Regions from separate parts of the Mus musculus genome. Here region 2 is linked to region 1. The links are chromatin contacts, called in public promoter capture Hi-C maps. All regions are on one chromosome and are shown on one strand. The core of a region is the stretch at or near the end of the contact, and the rest is flanking DNA. Distances in the headings are between cores, read along the strand shown. Region 1 overlaps Apbb2 (amyloid beta (A4) precursor protein-binding, family B, member 2). Region 2 overlaps Limch1 (LIM and calponin homology domains 1).

Region 1 (3,235 bases), core at 632-3,131:
CTTACCACAGCGGCTCCCTGCAGCCTGCAGAGTCAGGGCTGGAACCCAGATCCGTCTGATCACGCCATCCAGACCCTCCGCCACTGCTTACTGCCCCCTTCATCAGGAGATACGAGGACTGAGCAGCCACTGAAATGTTCATATTGGTATTTTTTATATTCAATTCGTTTTTTAAAAAGTTTTAAAAGGCAAGTGATTTGAATAGATATTTTATTTGTATTAATTTGGGATTTTTGTTTGTTTTTTGTTTGTTTGTTTTCTTGAGACAGTTTTTCTGTGTAGAACTTAGAAGTCACCCTAGAACTTGCTCTGTAGACCAGGCTGGCCTCAAACTCACAGAACTGCCTGCCTCTGCTTTCCAAACGCTGGGATTAAAGGCATGTGCCACCACTGCTGGCTTGAATAAATAGTTTCAACTCTTCCCCTTACCCAAATTAAGCCAGTCTTGGTAGGTCAGGTAACACAATGACTGCGTTAAAGCTTCCTGGCCACATGGGGGCAGCACTGTGCAGTGCTGGTGCTCTTTGCTCCTCTTCAGAAAGGACCAGGCTGAAGCCCTGTGTGGGGCAGTGCAGTAGTCCCTCCGTACCATCTTGCTTTGACTTCGTGGAATGGTAGTGAAGCTTTTCAGATCAGAAACTAAAGAACTGCGTTACTGTGCAAGGCAGTGATTTTTAAATAAATTCATGACGATGATGATATAGTTTGGGCGCTTTTGTTTCTTTAGTGATGTGACAAAAATGATATTCAGAATGTGCTGTGGTAAGTTAGGTAATTATATTTTTTTAAGCCAAGAAAAATACCTTGGTTTTTTGTTTGTTTGATTTTTTACTGAGTTTGTTTAGGTTGAAATCCATGAGTTCTTGCACTCAAGGAACAAAAGATAGACAGTATCCTTTTATCTTCCTGATTGCTAATTATTAAGAGCCATGCCTTTATACCCTCAAAAGTGGTGGGTTCAACAGTAAATACATATTTATCTTGGTCAAAACCCTAGTGAATTTAGCCTCCGATCTGAATGCTGAGGTCTGGACAGGGTCCCTGGCATATACTCAGAAAGGAGTGGTCTTTGGGGTAGACAGGAGCTGGGGACCAGCCATCCTGATTTAGTGAGCTCTAGATTCAGTGAGAGATTCCGTTTCAGAAAATAAGGTGGCGAAAGAGGGAGGAAGACTCCCAACGTTGACCTCTGGCCTGTGTACACATACACCTGCGCATACATAAGTGTAGTACCCAAACGCCAAAAAATCTCAGGCCATGTACTATCCGTCTGTGTTCATTAGCATGGATGCTCATGCATGCACACACGCGCACACACACAAGAATGCATAAATAAATAAAGTGGGCGCAGTGTAAGTCAATATCATTCAAGCCTAAAGTCAGTTCTTTTACAGGCAGGCAGGAGGGAAGTGTCTAGCTCTAAAGGGCAAGGCCAGAGGGTAGGTTGTGACAGTGACTTTACTAACAAGGGCCTGTGCTGGGAGATGTGTTTGAACTTCCCCGGCTCCCTGGAGAAATGGTGGGGTGGGGCTGCCTGTGAGCTCCCACACAGGTAGTAGGTCTTAATAAAACAGGATGTTTGGTGATGTGTGCCTGGGTGTTTCTGGCTAGCCAACCAGAGAAAGAAAGTTTGGTTTGGGGGCTGAGAAAGCAGAGCTGGAAGAGGGAGAGGCCAGCCAGCAGACAAGTGTTTTCCCTTCCCTGAAGCCTCCCTGCACCGCACGCACGCACGCACGCACGCACGCACGCATGCAGAACAACTGTGAGGGGCTGTGCCCCAGCTGTCCCCCAGAAGACAGGCAGCTGAGGAGCTTTTACAGTCTCAGGACTGCCATTCCTTGCGGATTTATTTGTAACAGATGCTGCTCACGCACACTCTGGCTGCATAACAGCAAGCAGGCGGTACCCAGCCTTGCCCTCCAGGCTAAGAGCATCTGTGAGTGGTATGCATGAAGGGTTGCTTCTGTGTTTAGCATTCTGTTGAGTTTCCCACCCCCTCCTCCAGGAAGTGTGATTAGCAACTCAGGCAAGGGACTCTGGTCATGGTGCTGGTGTGGAAAAGGTTAGACCTGACTTGATGTTGGTCATGTTGGGATAGATTGTCATCAGTCTTCCTTGCATTTTCAAATTTGCATTTAGAAACTTGACAACTTCTCCTTGAGAGCCAGTCTCTTTGCTTTCAAGGAAGAATGTGGCTCTTTGGCTGTCCCACCTGGACCTAGAGACTGGTTTCTTCAATTGGTGCATAGCTTCAAGGTGACCTTGGGGTGCGGGGAGGGATGAGAGAACATAATTCAGATCATCTGGGGACAGATCAAGAGCACTGCCCATCCTGCACGTTGTTTTATGTCCCTGGATTAAGCACATAAATGATTCTTTGGTTTGTGGGTGGGTGGATAGATGCATAGATGGATGGATGGATAGATGGTTGAATGGATGGATGGATGGATCCATGATGGATGCATAGATGAATGGACTGATGGATGCATGCCTGGATGCATGGATGGACTGACAGATGCATACATGGATGCATGGGTGGATGGATGAATAGATAGATAGATAGTCTTCTTCATACAGTATATCCTGGTTATGGTCCCCCTCCTCTAGCTCCTCCCATATCCTCCCCATCTATCCAAGTCCCCCCCCCTCCTTGCTCTTTATCATTAGAAAACAAACAGTCATCTTTTAAAAATGGAAATTATAAAAATAAAGCAAAGAGGGGATAAAATAAAAACAAACCTGAAGAAGAGAAAATAAATGAACAGAAAATTAAAATTAAAAAAAAAAAAGCCTGTCGGGCGGTGGTGGCACATGCCTTTAATCACAGCACTTGGGAGGCAGAGGCAGGCAGATTTCTGAGTTCGAGGCCAGCCTGGTCTACAGAGTGAGTTCCAGGACAGCCAGGGCTACACAGAGAAACCCTGTCTCAAAAAAAAAAAAAAAAAAGCCTAAGGCACAAGAAACACATGTAGACACAGACACACCCCTCACAGAGAGATCTCATAAAGATGCAAAAACTATAATGCATAAGGCCTATAAGAGAAATAAAAATGGTCCAGACAAAATATTATAAAACAAACAAACAACAACAAAAAACAAAAAAAAAAACTAAAAAAAAAAAAAAACCCTCCAAAATATATTGCTAATTTAATTTTCTGTTGTCCATCTACTGCTGGGCTTGGGTCCTGTCCATGGTATAATCTGGGATCCCAATTTGGCTTAAACCAGTACAGGC
Region 2 (3,200 bases), core at 14-2,513, 620 kb before region 1:
CACTTTTGTGCAACTCGTGTTGGAATGAAATATTAAATCCTTTTCCTCAGAAGACCAATCACCACACCCAAGAAGATCATCCTGAAAAACCTTCGGCCTTGTACATCAAGGGCACAAGGTTCTGCTTACAGGAAAGCCAACTTTGGGACAGAGTTTGTAAGGTCACAGATGGGGTGAATACGATTTTTCTCAACCTGGGATGTGAGGTGCAGGGTAGGGAAGAGACCTCTGTTCCAGAAGAAAAGCAAGCGGTAGGCAGAGGAACCCGGGTTCTTGTTTTATACCCTTGACCCCTTGCTATGCCACAGAACTTGAACAAAACCCCAATGTTTGGGTCTTAAACATCCCACAGTTTATACAACTCCAACCTGGTAGAGACTTGGGCTTCTGAATCTATAATTAGTGGTTTAGGATTTGGTTGGTTTTTTTTTTTTTTTTTTTTTTTTAGTTTTGGGGAAAAAAGTGACTGTAAGAATGACTACTTCTTTGTTTAGGCTAAGCCCCTGTGCATTGGGAGTTAAACTGCAAACCTCATGACACCCCCTTCCCTAATTCAATGGTTCAGGAAGGGTACCAATGTCCAAGTCATAAGAGCGGCTTGAGCATGCCAGGCAGTGGGAAATGAGCGGCAAAGCTGCAGCATTAGCCACACATTAGCATCATGCTTAAGTTGCTGTCTCCATCACTTCCCCTGCACAGAACACACGACCCCGGTGGCACCCCGGTGCTCGTCTGTGCACTGGGCTGACTGTGCAGCTCTCTGCAGCCTCCGTTGCATGCCAATTAGTGGTAAGTACAGGAAGCATGCAGTTTAGGCTAGTGATTAATGTGATCCTATGAACACGATAGATGCCACTTACTCTGCGTCATCTGACACAGGAGTTCTGGGACCGTATCTACAAGATCAAATACAAAATTAGAGAGGGCTGGCAGAGAGCGGATGCTGTGACCAACCTGGAAAAACAAACTGTGGGAGAAATCAGTTCGTGTCTACCAAACCTTTTTTGCTGGTCATGCTGTAAGAGAAATGTTGTTACACAATTAGCAATATTCATTAGCTACTTAAAAAAAAAGCCAAAATCAAAGCCTTCATATTTCCAAAGGGTATAAAGTTGCCATTAAGACCCAGAAGAGAAATCAAAAAAATCCCATGCTGCCCACAAAGAAAACTCTGTTTAATGGAAACACAAAAGCTTGGGGTTAACTCACAGTATTCGGAAAAGACAGCCTAAAATGCAAATACACTACAGTTATTCGCACACACATGGCTCATGCCCCTGTGTTGGTGTAATGGGCCGTCATGGACATGCAACATACATGAACCCTCACTGAGCTGCTCTGATGTGTTAATGCACAGACAATATCAAAGGCTATTCCTACGGGTTTTCTAAGAGCAAATCAGAACTTCAGCCAGAACTCCAATCAGTACTTTCCGCCTGCATTTGACAGAAACCACAATTCCTAGAAAACGGGTCGTCTTAATCAAAACCAGACTCAGAGGCTATCCCACAGCTGGAAAAAAACAAGGTTTGTCCTGATCTTTTCTATTCTCCTGCTAATCTGGGTTTACAAAGCTACATCCTCGGCAGTATGATTATGTGAGGCCCAAATGAAGCTACACAGTAGAAAAGATCTGAAGGTGAGAACATCACTGTACAGGAGCACGCATCTGAATGAAAAACTCCCGTGATCAAGCATCCCTGCAGCAAGGCACTGTCTTCTTCTGCTCCCAAAAGGCTGCTCACTTCTCTCACTTCTGTATTCTTTTCTTTTCTTTTTTTCTTTTTTCTTTTTGGTTTTTCGAGACAGGGTTTCTCTGTGTAACTCTGGCTGTCCTGGAACTCACTCTGTAGACCAGGCTGGCCTTGAACTCAGAAATCCTCCTGCCTCTGCCTCCCAAGTGCTGGGATTAAAGGTGTGCGCCGCTGCCGCCACCACCATCCGGCTGTCACTTCTGTATTCTGAATGCTGTAAGGAGACTCTATCCTGCTTCTAGCTTCCAGAAACCACACCTGGTCAGCAAAACATTACCTTGTCCCATGATCGGTAGCCTATCAGGTAATTTCTGAATGTTTCTTCCTATAATTTTAGAGAAATTGCCCCAACAATGCATGAAAACACACACACACACACACACACACACACACACACACACACTCCTTTCTTTCTTTCAACTTTCATCATTCTAGAACATTCCACATTTATTGACAATTATTATTTCATTCATAGGGAAAACCTGAAAATCAAGACTGCCTTTGCTGATAAGAAGAAGGTAGTTAGCACTTGGCTTCAAGGGGCCTTTTCAGTTATCAAATCTGTGGGTAAGACCCCAGCTTTCTGTTGGAATGGACAAAAGCAAGCCAACCAAAGGACTGTGAGAAGACTGTGCTGGCAGAAGACACATTCTGTTCTGCAGGGGCCACTCCCAAAAGGTACTAGTTTAAGCAGGATCCTCAGTGTGCCCCAAATGCCCCAACTGTGAGGCAAGTGACGCGAGGACTCTTCCCCACTAGGGAGGGAGCATGAGCAGGGTCACTTCTGAAGCCTGGATACATGGATTTTAGTCAGTAAAAAGGCCCACTAGAGCACTCATATTCAAATGCGGGGCTTGCTAAACCATCTTTGAAAGAGAAGTTATTCTTGATGGATAAATAATGGAGAAATGGTTAACTAACAATTGTGTGGCCTCGTGTCTCTATTTGGATATCCAGTTAGTATTTTATCGAAGTACAACACAACTCGGAACTCGGAGCTTATGGTGCACACACAGTCTTGTCCTAGCTAACTGTTAGCTTCGGGATGGATCTGAACTTCAATTGTTTTCTTCACAGAACAATGAAACAGCGTTCAAGGAGGTCTCTGCTGGTGACAGATTCTTCCTAAATTCTGAGTCTCACCCTGCAAGAAGCTTTCTGGCTGTTCTCCCTCGGCAGTGGCTGGAGGAGGCCCCTGAGAGGTAGTTTTGGGATACTGGCAAGAGCAGCAGACTCTGAGGATCGCCTTCTGTGCTCCGTTTTCTGTGCGCTCATGGATCTAAGGCGTTTCCTCGTAGATGGATGTGTTAGTTTTAAGGACCACAGATGTAAGAAAGACTGTCTTTGCTGATTAAGAGGAAGGTGATTAGCACTTGGCTTCAAGGGGCCTTTTCAGTTGTCAAGCAGGTCTGCTCTCTCTCTCTCTCTCTCTCTCTCTCTCTCTCT

Evidence for each region. Promoter capture Hi-C pulls out the DNA fragments that hold promoters and counts their contacts.
Region 2: a contact with region 1 is called in a promoter capture Hi-C map of cranial neural crest. The contact joins two enhancer-like sites. A contact is called at or near these places in 3 of 39 promoter capture datasets (the 3T3-L1 cell line, cranial neural crest and second pharyngeal arch cranial neural crest) and 3 of 115 datasets of contacts at active chromatin or transcription factors (embryonic basal ganglia, embryonic limb bud and large pre-B cells).

The regions. Positions count from the first base shown.
Region 1 is chr5:66,366,452-66,369,686 of GRCm38.p6, reverse strand. The region is part of intron 9 of Apbb2 (amyloid beta (A4) precursor protein-binding, family B, member 2); the gene reads left to right. Among named protein-coding and RNA genes, the nearest start is that of Nsun7, 110 kb to the right of the region's middle. Within about 2 kb of position 1,881, at least 9 of the 459 cell types and tissues checked have an H3K27ac peak or open chromatin away from gene starts, as enhancers often do.
Region 2 is chr5:66,990,839-66,994,038 of GRCm38.p6, reverse strand. Limch1 (LIM and calponin homology domains 1) reads right to left here. Exons shown (of 26, transcript NM_001001980.3): 9 at 861-896. Among named protein-coding and RNA genes, the nearest start is that of Gm33040, 7.0 kb to the left of the region's middle. Within about 2 kb of position 1,263, at least 3 of the 459 cell types and tissues checked have an H3K27ac peak or open chromatin away from gene starts, as enhancers often do.